2 separate regions of the Mus musculus genome follow, and region 1 is linked to region 2. Evidence: chromatin contacts called from public Hi-C data. All regions are on one chromosome and are shown on one strand. Each heading gives the region's core, a stretch centred on a gene start, on an enhancer-like site or on the middle of the called end of the contact. The rest is flanking DNA. Distances are from core to core; before and after follow the strand shown.

Evidence for each region. A called contact is a pair of places that touch in the nucleus more often than the background predicts.
Region 1: a Hi-C map of muscle stem cells shows a contact between it and region 2, with 2.9 times the contacts expected there. The contact joins two enhancer-like sites.

The regions. Positions count from the first base shown.
Region 1 is chr5:52,630,264-52,635,825 of GRCm38.p6, reverse strand. No RefSeq gene overlaps it. Among named protein-coding and RNA genes, the nearest start is that of Gm30178, 9.6 kb to the right of the region's middle. Within about 2 kb of position 1,590, at least 26 of the 459 cell types and tissues checked have an H3K27ac peak or open chromatin away from gene starts, as enhancers often do. A contact at or near this core is called in muscle stem cells, where this site is marked.
Region 2 is chr5:52,308,586-52,314,305 of GRCm38.p6, reverse strand. No RefSeq gene overlaps it. Among named protein-coding and RNA genes, the nearest start is that of Sod3, 52 kb to the left of the region's middle. Within about 2 kb of position 4,430, at least 24 of the 459 cell types and tissues checked have an H3K27ac peak or open chromatin away from gene starts, as enhancers often do. A contact at or near this core is called in muscle stem cells, where this site is marked.

The sequences.
Region 1 (5,562 bases), core at 341-2,840, 320 kb before region 2:
GAATGGCGCTATGTCAGGCTTCACGGGCAGTGGAACCTCTATATCTTAACAGTTAGTTGTTCAGAGGGGAAGAGAGGCAAAAAGCTATGCCTGGGAAACATGAGAGGAGGGAGTGGGCTGGCCTGCGGAAAGAACCCTTCCTGATGTCTCCTGGTCAAATAGAGAGATAGGAGAGAGAGAGAGAGAGCGAGAGAGAGAGAGAGAGAGAGAGAGAGAGAGAGAGAGAGAGAGAGAGAGAGGAGCTTGTAGCTTCTGATCAGACCAAAGCTGATGATATTCTCCACTCTCTTCAAACAACTTGCTCATAACCTGACCTATGGGACGGAAGCCAGAGTACTGGAGTTCAGTCTCTAGGATCCACAGGAAACGCTGAGTGTGGAAGCACGTGCTTGTAACCCAGCACTGGGAAGCCAGAGACAGGAGGCTCCCTGAGGCTTGCTGGCTAGCCACTATAGTCCACTTGCTGAGTCCCCGGTGCAGTGGGATACCCCCATGTCAAAGGAAGTGGACTGGTAGGTCGGAATGATCCCAACAGTTGTCTTCTGACTTCTACATGCACCAGCTACACATGCACAGAGCGAGGAAGAATAAGAGCAGAAGCAAACACAATCAGAACCTCCCTTTGGAAGAGTTTGCCTGGACAAAATTCAGGATCCTTGGGTATCTGTGAGCCTCCTGGAATTCCCCAGGTAAGAAACCAGATGTAGAGAACTCTTCAAAGCTGCCTATGTGAGAGGTTCGAACAGAGGCTGGTCCTGAAGGCTGGGGCTACTCATGGGTCATGTCTGGGGCCTGAGAGGGCGCAGAAACCCAGAACACCTTTCTGGCCTTGGCCTTTCCTTTCCTGTGAACTGCATCCTTCTATGTGTTCTTCAGCTTCTGCTGTCCCCACTCGATGCCATCACCGTCCACTTGCCTGGAGACTCACCTCTTCCTAGGGGACCGGATACCCTGGGAGGGGGGAAGGGGACAGGACAGAAGCCTTTTGAACAATGACTTCTGCTGTTGTTGAAGCCCAGTGGAAAATGTGCCCGCTTTTATTTACTAATGCAAAGCAAATGGACCTTTTAACACTGGGAAATCAGCATTTTTGGTGTGCATTTATGATCATTGTCTATTTTCTGTTTATTTCCATCTATTTGCAGCCACTGGGTTTTGGGGCCAAGTTGGTTTCCGCGCCAGTCCCTACGGGGGAGAAAAAGGGAAATAAAGTAGAACTCATAACCAACCACACTGCGCATAGAGCATCCCCACAGAGTCCGGAGCTTCCTAGGCATGAAATTGACTGACGCAGGGAGGCAGCAGGTGTGGGGACACATGCCACTTGCTGCTTTCTTTTTGTTTTTTTTTTTTTTTTCCCACTGTGTTTATAATCAGTGAATGGCTCTGGATGTTTAAATGGTTCCCTAATACTGACGGAGAGTGGATGCCATTACAACCTGAACTTGTATTGCCACGCAGATGGTGGGGAGAAACATCCAATTGGGCACACAGCTTTGTCTGTTTCACTTTTAAAAGATCAGCAGAGTGTCAGACATCCGTGATGCCAGCAGGGGGCGCGTGGGGGAGGGGAGCAGAGCACCTCTGTCGCTGTCCTTCAGACTACATACATATCAAGGAGGGAAGGTGCCACCGCAGCCTCCCCTGTGAGGAGGGGAGTTCACAGCAGCATCTGTGACTTCCCCCTCACAGGATCCAAACCTGTCCCCATGACATGTGACTTGTAAGTTTTGGAGATACCTCCCCCTAACTCCTTGCAAACTGATCCCACCCCAAACACACCTGGGGACGTGGGGTGTGCTTCACATCTCGAACATCTTCAAGCATGGCAGCGCCCTCTACACCAGCTGCCACCTCCCACTCCCACCTGTTCCTCAGATTGCTGCCTTCTTGTGGTTCGCTCCTTCACTCCATTTTGTGGGATCTCAGCAGTTCTATTCTCCCCACTGTCGCTAGAAGCTATGACATCAAAGCTAACTCTGGAAGTCACCTTCACCAGGTTTGAAACAACAGAATGACATGTTGTGAATCTGAGCAGAAAGAGCAGGGTGACGAGTCAGAGACCCTTCCTAGTCCCTTAAGGTCACCCCAGGAGTAAGTCTCCATTGAGAAACCCACACCCATACTTGGGGGGGGGTGTTTTATACTCCCCTCACTCCCTGCTCAGCACCCCTCTCTCTGTTAACCTGATACTTGAATCTGTATTAAAATATCTTAATAAATCCAGCTCTGCTTTAAGAAATTTAAAAAATCACCTGAGGGAGGAAGCCCATCCCCTGAAAGAGAGCCAAGGTTGAGAACACACTCCAGGTCACTTCTGGGTTGGGACATTGATCCCAAGAGTCAGCGTTGATGAAGCAGTGCTTAGTGGAGGGAGAATGGAGGTGAGTGCCGGCGCTCACCCTCTGTTGTTTAAATGGGATGTTTCCCTTTGTCTAGAGTGCTTGGATACTTGGTCCCCCATTGGTGGCACTGTTCAGTTGGTCCCCAGTTGGTGGCACAGTTCAGATAGGTTTAGGACTGTGACCTTGCTAGGGAAAAGTGTGTCCTTGGGTATGGGTTTTGAGAGCATAAAGACTTGTACTATTTCTAGTTTGTCCTTTGCTTGTGGTGCCAGAAGTGAGCTCCCACCCCCACCCCAACCCCCTCCCCCGCTTCAGGCCTTTGCTCTGCCATCATGGACTCTATCCCTGTGGCACTAGAAGCCCAAATAAACTCTTCCTTCTATAAATCGCCCTGGTCATGGTGTTTTGTAACAGCTACAGGGAAGTAACTAATGCAGCTAGCTAGCTGTTTCTTTTCCTTCCGTTTGGGGCCCACAGCCCATGGAATGTATTAGGAAGGGTCTTCCCATCTCAACCTAACCTCGAAACTTCCTCATAGTCATGTTTAGAAGGTTGTCTCCTAGGTGGTTCTCTGTCCTGTCTCGTTGACAGTCTCCTCTGCCACAGTCTGTTTTACTGACATATCATACAGAGCAGGGCAGCACTCGCTCACCTCACCTCTTCCGACTGGCTTCTTTCTTTTCCAATTATAAAGGTGCCTCCCACACTGGCATCTCCTGACATCTTGTGACCTGTGGTGGGCTGGGCTTCAAGTACCACCTTAATTTTGCAGAGATGTTGGGTAGAGGCTGTGCTATCCTGTTTTCTCTTGCTATAAAGAAATAGCCAAGACTGGGTAATTCATTAGAAATAGTTTGGTCCAGTACTAAAGATGGGGATATCTTAAGAATAAGCATAGCACCAGCATCACTTGGCACTTCTATCCAGGATGAAAAGCATGTACAAGAGACGCAGCATGTAGCTTGCATTTGTGTTCACTCACCCAGGTCTAGAGACCTCTAAAGAGTACACTCCCAGGCAACAGCTCCTCTTGAAGGTACCCACTTCTACCTTGTATCCCAGCATTACTAGAGGCTAACGAGTTTTTACTGTGATTCCCAATGGGCACAAACCCCTTTCATACCGTGAGTAGTGAGCCCTGGTCTCAGGCTGACTCTGGCCTTGGAGTTTCTCTTAGAAATATTGGAATTCAGGGTTAAGATCTGGTGCTTTGGGGCAGTATTGTCTGAAGATGTGGTGGTGGCAGATTTGAGGCCACCCTGCTGTAACCATCTGAGAGAGTCACAATCTAGAGATGAAGGAACCCAGGACATCCCAGTGAAACTTTAGACATTGATGCTGAAAGAAGTCTCGTTATAGCAGTTTCCTCTAACGTTAAAAAACCTTCCATTGTGGAGGGAAACTTCTTAAGACAGGATATAAAGGGAAAGTTAAATGACAGGCTATTTTAGGACAGGGTATTTATAAGGAAGTGAAACAACACGACATTCTAGGAGGGGAAAGTGAAGCACTCCATCCTGCAGGAAAGCTCTGGTAAAATAGGAAGCAAACAACACCAAAAATAGCTTCAGGAAGTCCCTGAAACTGACCAGATTCACTAGTTTCCCTCAAAGTAGATTAGTAAAGACTGCTTCAAGTCACTTCCTGTGGTGGTTTAAATGAGAATGGCCTTCACCTGCTCATATGTTTGAATGCTTAGCCCCTCATGGGTGGACTGCAATGATCGCAATCGCAAAGACTAGCCAAGCAACCTGGAAGAGATAGGGTCTAGTTGAGCTGAACCAGAAGGGGCACTGACCAACTGAGCTGCCTGAAAGGACTTTCTCCAGTCTATTTGTGGGGAGCAGGTGTGGCGGTAGTCCCAAGATGGCGCCCGAGACTGCAGCCAAGTCTTATGACTTGCACCTGACTTCCTCATATACCCGAAAATAAGCCACGTCCATCGTGAGAGCTGCGCAGGCGCACCATGATGCAAGATCAGGCCATTTGACGGAAGCCAATGAACTGAGATTTACTCAGACTGGGCTGATGGGGTGTGGTTGAGGGGTTGTATAAGGGATTGCGATTGGAGGATAGAGAGATTCCTGCTTGAAGAGAGATTCCTGTTTGCATGATAGAGAGATTCCTGCTTGCATGTTGAAATGTTCCTGAATGAACTGCTTTGAGAAGAACGTAGTGTCATCGCTCTTTTCTGCTGGTTGGAATAGGAAGCGACATCTATTGAACTGCCTATAGTCTGTACAGTGTAGTCCAGGTATTTAGCTATTGTGAGTGGTCACCCATGCTAGGGTGGCTTTGTTGAGGTAGCTGTCTTTGAGTCATCTCTGCTTCTGTAAATACCCCATCACCTATATTCCTGTAACCTCAGTAAAACTCACTGGTTCACTAAACTGGACTGTGGTGGTAGCCATGCTTTTGTCTGTCATGACTCTCTATCTAGGCTGAGTAGATCAGAGTGTAGCATCTCCCCAAGAGAAGCTAGTCCCACAACATGCTCTCTCATGGTTCTCAGAAGTCACACAACACTTCTCAATTTTTTTTTCCAGTCACTTAAAAGCATCAAGCCCATTCTCAGCTCATGGGCCATCTAAAAGTAGGTATCTTGCTGAATCTTGCCAGTGGGCTAAGCTGGTTCGGTCATCTGTCCAACATGTCATCTTAAGCAGGTCCCATGATTTAGCCTTGAGGTCCTTGGCTTCAAGACTGAGCACAGCCCAGATTGCTTCAGACCTCTGGGACAGGAAAACCAAAAGCAGTGACTCAGATGTAGCCCCAGGATATGGGTGGAACTGATTAGACAACACTTAGTTCATCTGAATTGTTTGTCCTCCCCAAATCCACAGATGGGACCTCCTGGCTCCTCTAGATACCTCAGCCTTTCACACTTCTGGTGCTTATGGAAAGGCAAGGGGGACATCCCAGCATGCCCTCAGCTCAGAAATTACTGCCTTTTCTTACCAAAGATGAGCTTTTAAAGATACCTCGAGGGACAAGAGAGGCCCCAGTGACACATTGTACCTGCTGACATGGAAGGAACGCCTACACTCTGATCTCACTCTTCCCATCTATGGAAGCAAGATCTAGGCATGAGTTCTCTCCAAGAATGACCCAGCCCTGATGCCTCATGTACCAAGGAACTTACTGACATATGGAGTTCACGTCTGCACTGTTCTTGCCAGGCCAACCTGAGGTGTTTCCTCTCCTCTGCAGGTATCAT
Region 2 (5,720 bases), core at 3,181-5,680:
AGTTCATTAAAAACAGTATGCTCACATCTTTATCTCTAGTACGGAAGAAACCAAGGCAGGAGGACTGATGAAGTCACAGAGTGGCATCCTTTCTCAAAAACAACAAACCCCAGCATGTCTGGCCTCTTAACGTCCAAGTCAAGCATTATGTGACTTCACTTAGATGTGTAGTTGTGCGAACGGTTAAGCCCTTCTATTTTCTTTGCTATACATGTATTGTCATTGGTATTTCTTAATTTCGGTGCTCTCTATTCTCTTACCTGACCCCATTGGAGAGAGGACAGTACTCTCAGAGCTAACTGGCTGGGAAGCTATGTAGATCAACTCTCCCTCCCCCTCCATCAGAAAGCAAGTCTTCCCCTCCCTAACTTGTTTGTAAGTCACTGCCATTTGCAGGAGGCTCCTTTTACTGCTGGCCCCTCCTTCCTTCACACCCCCCTTTGTGGAACCCACCCAGGCTGGTTCACCATGATTCCTTCATAGCCTTGGTCTCCTCCTGTTTGGTTTTATCCTTGTGCTTTCTCCTCTCCCTGCTCCACACGGCCCTCCTCAGCTGGCTCACCTACATTCACACAGCACCCTACTCTCCCTCTTATGTCATCCTCTATGCTCAGGGGCATCCCTGAGCCTGAGCAGACTACAGGACAGATGGCAGGACAGATCGCAGCACTGATAGGGCCATACCTATCTACTTTGTTTCCTGCTTGTTTTAATAGCTTTCCCTTCAACATCATCCCCTTCACCTCCGTTCAGACCAGCATTGGGATTCCATGAACGTCCATTATAATGGTGCCCACTCCATCTCTTTTGCCTAGTCTAATCAGGGAACAGGGAGCATCCTGGCCTTGGGTTCTCTGGGGGTTAATTTTGATTGTCACCTTGATTGAATTGAGAAGAGCTTGGGAGACTGTAAAAGCACACATCTGTATGTGGCTTTGGGGACATTTCCAGGATGGATTAACTAAAGAAAGGAGAATGGGGACCACTGTCATAGAGGCTGGGGCTCTGTGTGGGATAGAAGGGGAGGGTGAAAGAGCTGGCTAGGCAGGCAGTCATTCTCTCCAGTCACTGTGGTGTGAGCTGCTCCATTTGGGCCTATACTGCTCTGTGATGTACTGACACCTTTGAAACTGCGGGATAAAGTTAGTATTTTCTCTCTTTAAGTTGTTTATGCCAAGTACCTGGCTACAATAAAGCCCACACAGCTTCTTTTCTGGTTTCTACACTGAAAAGGAAACAGCTCTGTCTCCCGGGAGCTAAATGCCTGCTCATGAGACTGATGACCCTTTCTTCCACCTGACCCTGCCTCAGACAATTCTAGACCAGGATCTAGACATACTGGATCCTGCAGCTCTGGACCTTCTGAAGATGGAGCTTTGGCCAGGCCTGCAGTGCTGCCTAGAGGTGGCCTCTCACCTAAGAATGGGATTAGCCAAGGCTGGCTGGAGGCTGAGGAGGTGTATACATACAGTCAGGAAGTAGAGTGATAAACACTGGCCCTTGTCTCAATGTCTCCTTTTAATCCAGTCTGAGACCCTAGTCCATGAAACTGTACAGTCCACATTCAGTGGTGATCTCAGTTAATCTACTCTGGAAGCTGGTATAGATATACCCAGAGGTGTATCTCCTAGGTAACTTTAAATCAAGTCAATTTGACAATAAAGATTGGTCAATACTGGGGTGAGGGTGGGAGGGTAGACTAGAGCAGATGACTGGCTATGGGCCCTGGAGGTAGAGGGCCAGCCTGAGATCACTCCCAATCTCACCTCAAAGGACTTCACATTGCCATCTGATCTCCTGAGCCTGAACTGTGGAGCACAGGGAGATCCCTCCCTGTGCTTTGGCTTCAGTGTGTGTCCTTGGTCCCCTCCCATATTTGAATTCTGGACCTACTAAACAATCCATACCTTTAGTGGGTAACATACCACCCTTTCTCACTGTTTCTGCGCCTTTTTGACCCTGTTACCCATTAGACAGCACACTACTTACAGGAGGCAGCATAACTTGCCTCTTCTTCTCTCCACTCCTGGGACTGGACCTGGCATAGAAGAGACACTTGGGAGAAATAGGCAGGGGCAGGAGAGCTGTGTTTCTGCTGGTGGGATTGGTAGCACCTCTGAGAGCAATCTTGCCTCCACTGTGCTGCTCTGAGAAAGCTTCTGAGAGGCCTCTGACCTGGCAGGGTTTGAGACAAAAGAGCCGTACACAGTAAGTAGCCAGGAACACTAGCCTGGAGAAAAACAAGAAGCAGCCCAGGTTGCAGGTTCCTGCAGAGTTGGGAGCTGTAGATAAATAGGGATGCAAAGGCAGGCTTTAGATTGATTTTCAGATACACAAAGGAGCATCTTCAGAGTTCCCTGCCTATGGGTTTCCACTATGCCTTTCCGTATCAAGAAAAAGTGTGACTCCAGTGTGAACCCAAGCTAAGGCTTCAGTAGATATGAGCATCCTGGCTCCACCCCTGAGAACCCATACCAAACATTCTCTGCTTAGGGGCAGAAAGTAAACATTTTAGCTTTCAAAAGCATCAACAACTCAACTTGGCTTTTGCAGCACAAGAGAGGTGCTATGGTTTGTATATGCTCGGCCCAGGGAGTGGCACTATTAGCAGGTATGGCCTTGTTGAAGTAGGTGTAGCCCTGTTGGAGTAGGTGTGTCACTGTGGGCTAAAAGACCCTCATCTTGGCTGCCTGGAAGTCGGTGTTCCACTAGCAGCCTTCAGATGAAGATGTAGAATTCTCAGCTCCTCCTGTACCATGCCTGCCTGGATGCTGCCATGTTCCTGCCTTGATGATAATGGACTGAACCTCTGAACCTACAAGCCAGCCCCAAATAAATGTTGTCCTGCATAAGACTTGCCTTGATCATGGTGTCTCTTCATGGCAGTAAAACCCTAACTAAGACAAGAGGCCACAAGCAACATGGCACCAAATGGCCATGGTTGTGAGCCAATATATTCACAGATAGGCCAGGTGTGGCTGTGCACATCTTTAATTCTTACATAAAGGAAAAAGAGGTAGGTGGATCTCTGTAAATTCAAGGCCAGCCTGGTCTACATAGCAAGTTCAAACCAGCTAGAGCTACATAGTGAGACTTTGTCTCAAAAAGAAAACAAACAAACAACCCTAATTAAAAATTTTATTGACAAAAACAAATAGTAGACCAAAAACTAGACCATAGGCCATAGTTTTACCATTTCTTAACATCTGCCATGTCCTTGTTAAAAATGGGAATTCTAGTGTATGCCTCAATGTCAAACAGAAAAGTGTTCCATGAAGTTGCCTTGAAAAACAAAAGCCCTAGAGGTGTGCCAGGTGTGCCATGAGGAGTAGCCGCTCCCATTGCCACAGCGCATCCATTAAGCACCCATGGTATACTAAGCACATTGTCATCCCCATCTGATTAGCTAATTTTCTCACGTCCACAACACAACACCAGACAGAAGCAGCCTGAAGGACAAGTTTGTGTTAACTCACTTGGCGCATTCAGTCCTTCATGGCCGAGGAGTCATAGACATCAGGAGCTCTAGGCAGCTGCTCACACTGCAGCGGAGTTAGGAAGCATAGCCTGCTGGAGATCACTCTTTCCCGGCCCATGGCGTAGTGCTGCCCACAGTGAGAGCGGATCTTCCTACCTCAGTTAATGTTACCTTAAAAGTCCCTCACAGTACTTTGTCTTCTAGGTGATACTAGATCCTGTAAACTGACAACCAATACTACCCACCACACCATCCTCTTGATCCTCACAAAGACCTTGCAAAACAACAACCTGTTATTTCTGGGCCTGGAGACACGACCAGTGACTATGACTGCTCGGGTTTTCTGGCCAAGAGCAAGAGCTTCCAGCTGCCATGTTCACAACCGTCTGTAACTCAAGCTCTAGATCTAACGCCCTCTTCTGGCCTCCAGAGACATGCACACACAAATCTCCCCCCTCCTCTCTCTCTCTCTATCTCTCTCTCTATCTCTATCTCTCTCTCTCACACACACACACACTTTGAAAATCAAATAAACATTAAACTAAAAAGAAACGAAAATTGACGTACTTACTAACTAACGTACAAGGAAACTGCTGTGGTCCTGAGGTTACACATACAGGCAGAGGCTGACTAATGTCTACCATTCCTGGATCTAAATGAACAGCCTCACAGAAGTGACACAAGAGCGGGCAGGGTAGAAATAAAAGAAACAATGGAACATTTGGGTACAAACAAATTGGCCCCAGGGTGTTCAGACAATAAGCAGGACCAAAATAATCCTTTCTTTACTATGTTAGCTTTGGTAGCTGGTGACTCTCGGCTGGAAGAGATGGGCTTTTCCTGGGTGAATGCCCAAATCTAAATCCTAAACAAGACAAGCTCTCAACAACAGGCTCTGCCAGAGATGGAGGGGGGACCTTCTCTGCAAGAGATTGCCTGAGTCATGCGGCAACCTTCCAGAACTTTCTGGGCCTGCCTAAAACCAGGCCGCAGGCCCATAGAGTGACTGGAGCAGCCAGCAATACTTCATCGCAGAATTTTCAGCCTCTAGGAGGCCAGATTTAGCAATCTGTCATCCACAGCTGGCCTCACAGTGACACTGGGCTCAGAGAGGCAGGCAACATGGCAGGCAGCAAAGCATCTGCCCATGTCGCTGTGTGGACAGAGATTAGAGAGGGTTCGGGGGGATAATGACTGGCAGTGGCTTTCCTGTAACATTCACGCCAGGAGGAAAGGATTAAGGTAATTGCAGAAAACCCTGGCACTCCATCAGAGTGGTAGTGAGCAATTGCTTTGTCTTGCATGTCACTGGTTTTGGACAGCCCAGTAGAGGTGACCTACCCACGACTTTACTCTATCCATCCGCAGCAACTCTGCCACCCTGCAAAGGGGAGGGAAGCTGAAAAATAGCAGCATGCAAAGAAGGTGCTCCGACAGTACCTTTCATTTCCAAGGCTTACCTGGAGTCTCCGTGCAGGACAAACCATGGTGCTTCTCCCTGCAAGAGAAAGACAGACAGCTGATTCTTTTCAAGGTTTCACATAGTTGTGCATGTGTAGCGTGACAGGTGGGACAAGTGACACCTAGCTCAAGCACTGCCCTGGGACAGGTGGCAGGCACGTGCTCACAAGCTCACCTGTCTTCTTTCATCTCTCAGGAGCATCAGTGTGCCAAGGACACAAGGCATGCAAAGAGAAAGCACTGGCTCTGGGTCATTTGTTACCATCTCTCCTGTATCAGCAACACCCCGTGCCCCAAACACCTCCCAAACTAAAACCAAATGGAAAGAGACAGACCTTTGTCTTCACCCATACATGAAAGCTGCACCTTCTTATCTAATTTTTTAGATCCCTGGTGATAGATATTGGAATCACTGTGGACAGACTTAGAAAAGAAGTTAAAAAAAAAATCAGAATGGTTATCTTCATCCTACATCAAAGCATTCTATTACATATGCCCAAATAGTACTCGATCTGTGGACTTGTTTCTATCCAGAGACTATATCATATCTGAAAACTGTGACCAGCTATGGAATCTTTGCCACAATGAGCTCTCTGGCTGCTCACAAGATGGATGGCCACAGGAGATCTAGAAATGTTTGGTCTAGCTTAGGACTGGAAACCTGGCCACATTCCCTGTCCCTTACTAAAAGCTTTCCCATGTTGGTAATTAGCACACCACAATTTCCTCATTTGTATGACAAGGAACAAAGCTCTCCATACAGCGTAGTGTGTATGTAGTG